Regions from separate parts of the Mus musculus genome. Here region 2 is linked to region 1. The links are chromatin contacts, called in public promoter capture Hi-C maps. All regions are on one chromosome and are shown on one strand. Each heading gives the region's core, a stretch centred on a gene start, on an enhancer-like site or on the middle of the called end of the contact. The rest is flanking DNA. Distances are from core to core; before and after follow the strand shown.

What was found. Promoter capture Hi-C pulls out the DNA fragments that hold promoters and counts their contacts.
Region 2: a contact with region 1 is called in a promoter capture Hi-C map of second pharyngeal arch cranial neural crest. The contact joins the enhancer-like site here to the promoter of Sgk3 in region 1. A contact is called at or near these places in 18 of 39 promoter capture datasets (the 3T3-L1 cell line, 3T3-L1-derived adipocytes, the C10 cell line and 13 more), 5 of 484 Hi-C or Micro-C datasets (the AML12 cell line, bone marrow-derived macrophages, colorectal tumor organoids and 2 more), 12 of 115 datasets of contacts at active chromatin or transcription factors (acute myeloid leukemia, bone marrow-derived macrophages, cardiomyocytes and 6 more) and 4 of 9 other capture datasets (adipose tissue, embryonic stem cells, liver and 1 more).

Annotation. Positions count from the first base shown.
Region 1 is chr1:9,795,902-9,801,656 of GRCm38.p6, reverse strand. Sgk3 (serum/glucocorticoid regulated kinase 3) reads right to left here and starts at 3,527. Exons shown (of 18, transcript NM_133220.2): 1 at 3,411-3,527.
Region 2 is chr1:9,979,771-9,985,525 of GRCm38.p6, reverse strand. All of the region lies in intron 6 of Ppp1r42 (protein phosphatase 1, regulatory subunit 42), which reads left to right. Among named protein-coding and RNA genes, the nearest start is that of Tcf24, 15 kb to the right of the region's middle. Within about 2 kb of position 3,650, at least 12 of the 459 cell types and tissues checked have an H3K27ac peak or open chromatin away from gene starts, as enhancers often do. A contact at or near this core is called in liver and second pharyngeal arch cranial neural crest, where this site is marked.

The DNA.
Region 1 (5,755 bases), core at 2,278-4,777:
AAGAGACAACTGCCTCACCCATAACCTTACACGAGCAAACATCATTGGGTTTATTCTGTTTGGTTTTGAGACATGACCTTGCTATGTAATCCAGGCTCCATCAACCTAGGGATGCAAACGACTGAGTCTCCTACCCTAGTTTATAGGAATGGGACGCCATGCCCGGGTAGACTTCTATTGTTCTGTTTGATTAATGACAATGGAGATCATGCCCGGGGCATCCAGAACAGTGGGGAAACACTCTACCAGTGGAGCTACATACAGTTTGGTTTTAAGTAGAACAGTGGATACCCAGAGATAGACATAGACACACTTACAAGACCCTTGTAAGGGATGAGTCTGAAAAACTAGAAGAAAGCAAGGCTTGCTGCACACTGCCCTAATTCTCTCTGAAGCCCTTGGCCTTGGTCTCATGCAGCCTGACACTCTGGGCTGGCCCACATCTTCTTGGCAACAGTAATTAACTCAGCGATCCTGTTAAATTAAATATTGATGTGAACTAAAAGACCGGGCATCTCAGCCCCTCTTAGATTTATCACTTTTCTCCATGAAATGAGGGGCGGGGTGGGGGGGTGAATCAAGATCAAAGCTTCCTTCAACAGGAATGGAGCAGGTAAAGAAAAACAGAGACACATCTTCACTTAAAAGAGTGTGGGAGCCATTTCTATCAGGAATAACACGTTACATAATTTGACTCTCATGAATCAGCAGTTTAGTCCATAATTTACATTAAGTTTTAAAAGAAAGAACACGTGAAGATTGAAAGGGTAATGGTAGTTTCTACAAGGCAGGTTTGAAAAGCACTTATTCCACCTCCACGCAGAGGGCTGACAGGCAGCTGACTCAGATGGGCTTCATTACGATGTTCTAGCTACCTAAAGTCCCTGGGGGAACTGCCATGCTGTCTTTCACCCAGTGGCCCTTCTCAAGTCCTCTCCCAGGTAGTGGCCATACTGTCCTCCCTATTTAAAGGTAATATATCTGGGGCCACATAGTTTAGGATGCAGAGGCCCACACTTAAAGGATATAAATAAATGAAGATACTTTTTTTTGCTTTTTTAGAAGTATAAACTTAAGTAATTAGCTTCAGAAAACACACCGCCATGTCAGACACTTCAGAAGAACACTGAGAAATCCCTTTGATCATTGTATTTGAACTCCCTCATAAACCCAAGTGCTTAGAGACATATGTAAGAAAGCTTTCAGCACAAGAACAAACAGCATTTGTCCCACTTAACACCCCTTAAAACCAGACCAAAAATAAAATAAAATAAAAAATAGGCAGGGTGTTTGACAAGAAAAAAAGAAAGAAAAAACAACCACTAAGTTATTTTTCAAAAACTAGAGATGATAAATCCTTAGTCCATAGGGTATCTTTGTCCTTTTTATAAGGAGAATACTGCATCAGGTACTGTTTGAAATAAGAGAAGCACTGGGTTAGGCCTCTCTTCAGCACAAATCAATTACGATGGTATTTTGGGATGTATGTTTTGAAAGAGCAAGCTTTCTGAAGCCATTCATTCCACAAATATTTATTACAGGCCTGCACGTGCCAGGCTCCGCCCATTTATGCGCCTTCTCCACCTGGGCTCACCCTCCATTAGCTTGGCAAACAGGCAAACAGCAAAGCCAACAGTTTGATACCGTGGTGTCTTTACTTGTACAAAAGGGAGAGCGTTTTGAGATGTACTGACCTCACACGGTCTCTCTGAAGACAATTATTAGATGTTAGGTTGAATTTAATTCACGAGTAGCACTCATGTCTGCGGTATCTACAGAAGCTGTACTGGGGCGGGAGAGCCCCTTTGCTTCGTACAGTCCTATTAATCAGGCTTACCAACTCATTTAGTTACCTCCCAGGAAATGGAAATTTATGAGAAGGAAAAGAACCAACAGAGGCAGTGAGTATGATAAAAAAAAATCTTGATATTACATTTATAATCACCACAGTTGTTATTATTTATTGACCATTCTCAGTCTTTACCATCTAGGCACCAGGCCCAAAACACTCATTTAAAAAGATCATTTTATTTTGGGGGAAAATCCTCTCTCTATATATAAGCCGCAAGACACAAAATGGACACCTTACAGGATTCATCAACCAATTCAGTGCCAGCAACAACCAACCGCAAAAAAAAAAATTACCAAACTGTTAATGGTAATGTCTACAAACAAAAAGGGTTCTGTTTCACAGTTCAAGTTTAATCTGATGCTCCCATCTGAGCCACGTCATATAAATTGTCAAACATATTGAAAACAAAGCTCCCTATAAAAACAAAACTAGGTTCAGTCCAGTGGCAGTGTAAAGAAAGGGAACTTCTGATGTCTGAGTTGTCAGACTTGGAATCAGAGAGTCCACCTTTCTGAAGTTACATGGGATCTGGCCTGAGACCTGCCAGCAACAGGTCCCATCTCTCCACGCCTGAATCCTACGGGGAATGAAGGGTAAGAACTTGCCTTAAGGGAGTGGTAGCCTAAGGGGGCAGAAGGCACACCCATTCCTAAAATATGTCTGAAACTTCCTCTAATGTTTCCAGCTCTTTCTATAACATTGGGGAACTAGAGTATGCATGGCCTCTTCGTGGCTACAACCACAAATAACTTATCATTTTGAGTTAAGAATTTGAGGTAATATTTATAAAGCACTTAGGAAACAGAGCAGTTCATAGTATGAGCTGTGTTTGCTAAATAAAGCAGGCACTTTCCAGGCCTGTTAGGTAAACAATCTAGTGAGAAGGGCAAGACTCTACCCAAGAGGCGTTTTTGGGGTTTTGTTGTTTTGTTTTCCTCTCTCTTTCTCTCTCTCTCTCTCTCTCTCTCTCCCCCTCTCTCTCTCTCTCTTTCTTCTTCTGTGTTTATTCTCGAATCCTAAGTGCATCCAGCATAGTCTCTGCCTGCAGAACTGCAGTTCAACCAGGCATTCGGTGCAACATTAAGTCAAAGACCTTTGTTTCAAGAGGCGAATCCCTTCTCTTTTCTACCGGTCCAAAGAACCATCCCTAAGCGCGCCCTAGAACCGAAAACCTCAGCGCGCTTTAAGGCGGCATTCGTCGGTGCTTGAACCGTGAGAATCGACCGAGCGAAAACAGACCGAAGGGTTCGAGTCTGAGAACTTGAAAAAGAGTGGCGACGCGATCTAGCCCTGCCGACCACTTCACACCGTCGCCCCGGCGGGTCCGCGCAGAACCCCATCCCGCGTCAGGTGGGCTCCCGGGTCCTCGCCACCCGCTGCCCCGCTCGGGGGGCCGGGCGAGCCGCCCGCGCTCCCCCGCGCGAGGGAGCCCCACGCCACGGCGCTGAGCTCTCCCGGAGCACACAAAGACCGCGCCGGGCCGCGGCGGGACCCCGGCGCCCGAGAGAGCCCGGCCGGGACCCCGGCACGCAGACCGGCGCACCCGCCCCGCACCTACCCGGCTGTGCGGCGTCCGGGCGCCCGGGCGCGGAGCCCAGAGCGCTGGCAGTTTCTTCTTCCCGGCGGCGCGGCCGGGCGCCGGCGTTTCCTCCCTGACGCGTCACGGCGGCTCCTCCCGCGAAGCGCCGGGCGGCGGGCGGGCGGGCGGGCGGCGCGAGGGGACGGCGGGGTCGGCCGGGACCCGCGCGGATGGCGGGACCGCTCGGCTACCCGCGCTCGCCCGTCACGCGGGGTGCAAAGTTCAGGAGGAGACGCCGCCGGACTCCTGCGCTCAGCTGACGGGATGCGCGAGGTCCGCGGCGAGGGTGACCTTGGCCCACTCGGGAGCCCGGGCGGCAGAGCGGACCCGGGCGGTGGCAGAGGGCTGGGGGCTGCGGCTTCCTGCAAGCTGGACGCTGCAGAAGCCAAATAAGTATTCGGACGATCTGGAGAGCCCACTGTGCTTCCTTTAGCTTTTTCTGGGCAGTTTTCTACACTTTTTCCCACGTCAGCAGATTGATTTTTTTTTTTTTTTTTGACCAGTGTTTATGGATGAGCGAGGGCTCTCACAAATTGGCAGATAGATGCTATGTACAGATAATATGCGTTTCTCTTGATCATTTTAGATCTATGGATTATTTTTGTTTGTTATTTTTAAACTACCCAACACACTCTACTGCTGGTGCTTGTCCATTTAACTACAGAAGCTGCGTTTTTAAAAACCCGTTCTGTGAATGGGGAACTAAGAATTACACGATTCAATGGTTGTGGAGTAGAGTTAAAATTTTGAACTAGAGAGCCACACCACCACTGTAGTTTAGGTTTTATCTGATACCACGTGAAAGTAGACCCACACAACTGTTTAAAGGATTTCTGTCTGCATGGCATGCTTCATATTTTACATTAATCTACCCTTTGAATCATATGGTTCCAGAAAATTTGCCACAAATCTATGAACAAATAGAGGAACTGAGATGAATGAGTGAGTTCCGTAAATTCAAAGAACTCTTTATATTTTAGAACGATACTCAGAAGATTTAGCCTCATGAATAAATGTAAGAAAAGTTATTTGTACTATCCATGCTGCAATATGGCCTTGTCCTTAAAATAGGTTGTGAACCCAAATTCTTTTATACTGTGAAACCTATTATTCTCACAGGACTTTCTTAACAGCGATTCTCCATGGCTTTGGGAAATGGACAAGAAAATACAGTTCATAGAGCCCAACATATTGCAGCAGTCATTTATATGTTCCACTATGATCTGCTTACAAAGCAATACACACAATAAAGCACACATCTTCTCTGTGACAAAAAAACAAGTGATCAGTGTATCTGCTAATTAAAGCCATATTCATAATACTGAAGAAATGCTCTTGGACAAAAGGAAATTTTATGTCAATAAACACTAAGGGAATGACATCATTCTCGATTAAAAGATAAATACCTAACTATCACCACATTTTGACGTTAGGGAAAAAAAAAAAAACAGATGGAAACCATTTTAGTGTTTCCAGGATAAATTTGTCTTACCACTATAAAGAACGTGGGGCGGGGGAGGGGGGAAGAGAGATCGAGAGCCCACCAACATTTATGGACAAGAAATGAGGATGATCTTCATTTGATTAAGAGGAAGTTAGGTATGGGCTTGTGAGTGAGTGTGTGTGTGTGTGTGTGTGTGTGTGTGTGTGTGTGTGTACATGCACACACATGTAAGCATGCATACAGGGTGGAGATCAGAAGTAGTTTTCTTCCCCAGACGTTGTCCGGCTTATTTTCTGAGATGGAGTCTCTTGCTGATCTTAGACCTGGCTGTTGGCATCTTGGCTGTCCTGTGAGCTCCAGGGTCCTCCCCTGTCTGCCTTCCCAGCGCTGTGATTAGGCACCATCATAGCTGGCTTTGTACATGGCACCCAAACTCAGGTCCTCACATCAGTGCAGCAAGCACTCTACTGACTGAGCCATCTTCCTCACCCTTAAAATTAACTTTTCTACTTAATTCTAGGGATCAAATCCTGGATGCTGTATATACACTAGGCGTCTGCTACACCGCTGAGATGCGTCTCCAGATGCATGTAAGGGTGTGCTTTGAGTAGCATCCCTTTAATTAACTCCTATGGTGATACAGATCTTATTCCCATTGTCCAGTATGTTTAGGGTTAAACTATAAAAGTTGTTGAGTGTTTGGTTAAATACTTATGTCTTTTTAAAAGGCTTTCTGTAAAATCAAATTTTAAAATAGGTGAAGCTTTTTTGTTGAAATGTAGATGTTAATGTTTTCTTTGAAAGAATGGCTCTGTTCATGCACACAAGGCAAATATTTTGCCTATCTGTTCTATCTTTAGCGTAGAGATTATAAAAACAA
Region 2 (5,755 bases), core at 2,401-4,900, 180 kb before region 1:
TTCGGAAATATAAATATAACATCTGGACCTAGAAATTGGTCAACTTAAGTTTAAATGTTTGGATAATAGCAAAGTTAATTGTAAGAAGCAGGGCTGGCAAGATGGCTCTGAGGGTTAGAACACGGACTGCTCTTCCAAAGGTTCTGAATTCAAATCCCAGCAACCATATGGTGGCTCACAACCATCTGTAACGAGATCTGACACCCCCTTTTGGTGCATCTGAAGTCAGCTACAGTGTACTTAGATATAATAATAAATAAGTCTTTGGGCCGGAGCAAGCAGGGACTGAGTGAGCAGAGTTGACCTGAGAGAGCAGAGGTCTTAAAGTTCAATTCCCAAGAACCACATGAAGGAAGGCTCACAACCATCTGTACAGCTACAGTGTACTCGCATACATAAAATAAATCTTTAAAAAAAAAGAGTAAGAAGTAATACATGAAAAAAATTCTTCTATTCATAAATAAACACCAGGCCAACTTTTTTTTTTTTTAGATTCATTTATTTATTATGTGTAAGTACACTGTAGCTGTCTTCAGACACTCCAGAAGAGGGAGTCAGATCTCCTTAATGGATGGTTGTGAGCCACCATGTGGTTGCTGGGATTTGAACTCCGGACCTTTGGAAGAGCAGTCGGGTGCTCTAACCCACTGAGCCATCTCACCAGCCCCCAGGCTGACTTTTAATAGAAAATGTGGTCACTACCTGTTGGGAGCCGCCCTCACATTTGCCATTATAAGATGGCGCTGACAGCTGTGTTCTAAGTGGTAAACATAATCTGCACACGTGCAGGGGCAGTTTTCCCGCCATGTGTTCTGCCTTTCTCGTGATGACAACTGAGCCGATGGGCTGCAGCCAATCAGGGAGTAATACGTCCTAGGCGGAGGATAATTCTCCTTAAAAGGGACGGGGTTTTGCCATTCTTTTTCTCTCTCTTGTTCTTGCTTTTTCTCTCTCTTCTCTTGCTTTCTTGTTCTTGTTCTTTCTCTTGCTCTTGCTCTTGCTTTTGCTCTTGCACTCTTGCGCTCTTGCTCTCTGGCTCCTAAAGATGTAAGCAATAGAGCTCTTGTGCTCTTGCTCTCTGGCTCCTGAAGATGTAAGCAATAAAGCTTTTGCCGCAGAAGATTCCGGTTTGTTGCGTTCTTCCTGGCCGGTCACGAGAACGCGTGTAAGAACTACCTACAAAACTGGTTAGCCATAAATTTGCTAAACTTAGCTTGGTGAAAATCCTTGGCAGGGCCTTAGCCTTCTTAGCACTTGTTCTGCAGCTACAACTGATTAAAGCTTGCTCATCTGTCACTTGCCTAGGAGCACATAAGAGGGGCCTGGTGAATTGTTTTATCAAATCCTAACAAATAAGAACAGCCTTGGTTTTTTTTTTTTAAATTGTTCAGTGTATTTCATAATTTATTGAGTGTCACTACATAAATCTAAGTCCAAGATTTATGCTGCATCTTTGAAAAACATGTAGAAATATTTGTATTGTTATCACTTTAATATTCTTAAGTCTACCCTACTGTCTTAGTCAGGGTTTCTATTCCTGCACAAACATCATGACCAAGAAGCAAATTGGGGAGGAAAGGGTTTATTTGGCTTACACTTCCATACTGTTGTTCATCACCAAAGGAAGTCAGGACTGGAACTCAAGCAGGTCAGGAAGCAGGAGCTGATGCAGAGGCCATGGAGGGATGTTCCTTACTAGCTTGCCTCCCCTGGCTTGCTCAGCCTGCTCTCTTATAGAACCAAGACTACCAGCCCAGGGATGGTCCCACCCACAAGGGGCCTTTCCCCCTTGATCACTAATTGAGAAAATGCCTTACAGCTGGATCTCATGGAAGCATTTCCTCAACTGAAGCTCCTTTCTCTGTGATAACTCCAGCTGTGTCAAGTTGACACAAAACTAGCCAGTACACCCACGCTGGAGGAAATGTACCAAAGTACTTGGATAGTTTGTCAAAATTACAAAGCATCAATAGGACAGGCAATGCTATGTTACAAAGGAGCCTTGTGAGAGAGTGTTCTGCAGCCAAACTCTGGGGCTTGGTGTGCTTGGATATAAGAATTAATAAAGAGCTAAAATATGATAAGTCATCTTCAAAACTCATAGCTGACTCACCATAATGCTAGTGCAGTGATTCTCTGGCATGGAGAGTAGCAAATCAAGTGATGGAAAACATTCTTTTTCTTAAAACGTATGTGCAGGAGTTATCTATTCACAGCCCACAAAGGTAGAAAACCAATGACACACAGAGAATTATGGCGGTATGATTTCAAAGTTGTGCAGGCAGCTGTGCTGGGCAGCCACTCCCCTTTGCCTCTCTGGCACCACACCCAACTGCGTCAGTTGGCTTCACTCAGCCAGAGGGGAAAGGAAACGCAATCAATGTGTAATGAGTAAGAACAGTCTACTATGAAGAAAGTCTGTGTCACAAGCCTTTAAGCCTACACATGGAAGGCAGAGGTTTGAGTTCAAGAACAGCTTAATGTGTATATCGAGCATCAGGACAGCCAGAGCTATATTGTGAGACCCTGACTCAAAAACAAAAATTCAATATAGGCTGCAGTGTGGATCGCCGACTCATTAGGCCCCGAGGTTAAGCTTTAGCTCTATAAAATTTCTAAAAGCAAAAATTACTCAAACCTTCTCTTACATAACTATTCCTTCTATAACATACTTTATGATTACAAAATTAATACTTTAAAGAAAAAAAAGTCAGGTGGTTTAATCCCAGCACTCGGGAGGCAGAGGCAGGTGGATTTCTGAGTTTGAGGTCAGCCTGGTCTACAGAGTGAGTTCCAGGACAGCCAGGGCTATACAGAGAAACCCTGTCTCGAAAAACAAAACAGACAAACAAACCAAAAAAAAACCCAAAAACCAAAAAAACTTTGGTGTATGTCTTTCAAGTCTATGCACATATCCATATAACAAGTAATTTGAATTGAATTTTGTCTTTGTTGTTCTCATTTATCTTCTTTTTACCACATTTAAGACCAGACAACAACAACAATGAAAGTTAAAAGTCTATGAAGGACCATTTTATGTTGTGCAGTTTACCCAGTCCTCAATAAATGAAACAAACCCTACATACCTGGTTTACATAGCGTGGGTGGAAAGCACATTTCATGTTGAGAACAAATTGTTAAAGTGAAATAAATCTCTCTATTGTCAGTTACCTGCTCTCTCTCCAAAATCACTTCTATACATAAGAGCCTTAGGCAAGATTATGTACTAAAAATGACATGGAATCAGATTACTCAAGACAGTGTGTGTGTGTGTGTGTGTACATATACGTGAATATATAGTCACCCAAAATACACTAGCAAGTTATATAATTGCTAAAAGAAGCAAATATGTAAAGGCATCAATAAAGACAAGCATGTAAGAAACTGAGCATAAAAGTGGCTGATGTGGTTTTAAGTCCAAAAAAGCATAATGGCAAAACACCTTGCCAACTCCTCGAACTATAGTTTGGAAAGTGCTTGTCATTTAGGTAAGAAAGGTACAAAAAATGTAAAGTGGTTACATCTCCAGAGACAAGACCTCTGGTGCCCACTGCCAGCCACAGTTAGGAACTACGTGACACCAGTAAGGTATCTGGAGAAGGCATATTTACCACACGTGTATAACACCACGGTGTTAGGGCTGTCTGATTGCTAGCTGCTAATCTCTTTGCCTGAGTTAAACATTACCATACGTGTCCCTGGCCAGGGTAAATGTGGTCCTTCTGGGCCAGCATTCTGCCTGCAGCCTGCAGTCTCCTGCAGGCTGGAGTCTGTCACCTGTGGGCGAGGAACAGACCACTATACTCTGTATATTACTCTACTTTATACTTTAAATACAACATTATTTTAAAACAATACTTTAAATACAATATTGCAGGTATTTAAGTGGCAGCATTAAATCTTTCAGCAGTAGAATCAACTTTTATTTTTTAAAGATTTATTTATTTTATGTATGTGAGTACACTGTCCTGTCCCTGTCTTCAGACACACCAGAAGAGGACATCAGATCCCATTACAGATGGTTGTGAGCCACCATGTGGTTGCTGGGAATTGAACTCAGCACCTTTGGAAGAGCAGTCAGTGCTCTTAACCACTGAGCCATCTCTCCAGCCCGAATCACTTTTTTTAGAGTAGTCTCAGGCACCCTGAAAGAACATGACCAAAAAACTTTTCCTGTATCCTTACTATAGTCTGGGACTCAGTGGAAGACCTTACTCAGATAATGAAAAACAGCTTAAGAATTATACAGATACACTGTTAGAAAAGATAGTCTTTTTGTTAAATAAAAGCCACATAAACCACTTTATGTGATACAAATATAGGTAAAATAAAATAATGGACATGTTTAGTATTTTATAAACAATCCATATATAATAATTTGTCACCTATCAGAAATTGTGTTTAAAGACATACTAGAATGCTTACTATATATACATTTTTATATATGGTATATAAACATATGTATATAGGTAGTTATATATGTGTATATATACATATGTGTGTGTGTGTATATATATGATATATATATTTGAGACAGGGTTTCTTTGTGTAGCCTGAGTATTTTGGAACTCTCTATATAGACCAGGCTGACCTCAAACTCAGCGATCTGCCTGCCTCTGCCTCCTGAGTGCTCGTATTAAAGATGTGTGCCACTATGCCTGGCTTTTATATTATTTTGTTCTAAGACCAAATGTTAAGTTTATAAATATCATTTTACTTGCATTGTAACATTTCTACTTTAAAAACGAACATAATCTTAGAAGGGGGATCAAGTCCAAACTGTTCCCAGTGAACATCTTCAGCAGGGGAAGGCAGGGTATGAATAACAAAAGACCTTTTTTCTCTTCTTTCATTATGTTTCAGTTGTTTATAATACGTGCATATTTTTTAAATCAGGAAACTAAAAAATAGAGAAAAGCTCAACAAGTATAAGTGTAAAGGCCAGAGGGATAATGCAGTCAGTCCAGTGTGTGCCATAAATGAGGATTCATGTCAAAGGCCAAGCAGGCTGACTCACGCTAGTGGTTCTAGCACTGAGGAAAAAGGCTACACACACACACACATGCACACACACACACACACACACACACATGCACACACACACACACACACATGCACACACACACACATACACACACACACACTCACACACACATGCACACACACACACACACACACATACACACACACACACACATGCACACACACATACACACACACACACACATGCACAAACCACACCATAAAATTAAAATAAGTAAGTATATAAGTAAGGATTTTTCTCAATTATTTTTTAAAGATTTATTTATTTATTTTATGTATATATGAGTACACTGTCACTGTCTTCAGACACACCAGAAGAGGACAATAGATCCAATTACAGATAGTTGTAAGCCACCATGTGGTTGCTGGGAATTGAAGTCATGACTTTTGGAGGAACAGCCAGTGCTCTTAACCGCTGAGCCATCTTTCTAGCCCCCCAATTATTTTTTAATAAAAAATGTATATGCTATATTTTGATCAGATTTTCCCCTCCCTAACACCTCCTAGACCCTCCTCACCTTCCCACTTCCCCACACAATGTCATGCCCTTTCTTTCTCTTTAAAGAAAGAAGGAACGCACACAAAAGAAAAACCAAACCACCACAAAAACAAAACTCAAAATATATAAGCAAAAGACAAATGAGATTTTTAAAAAAATGCCCAAACAAAGCAAAATGAGATGAAAATTCCACAAAAATACCACTGAGTTTGT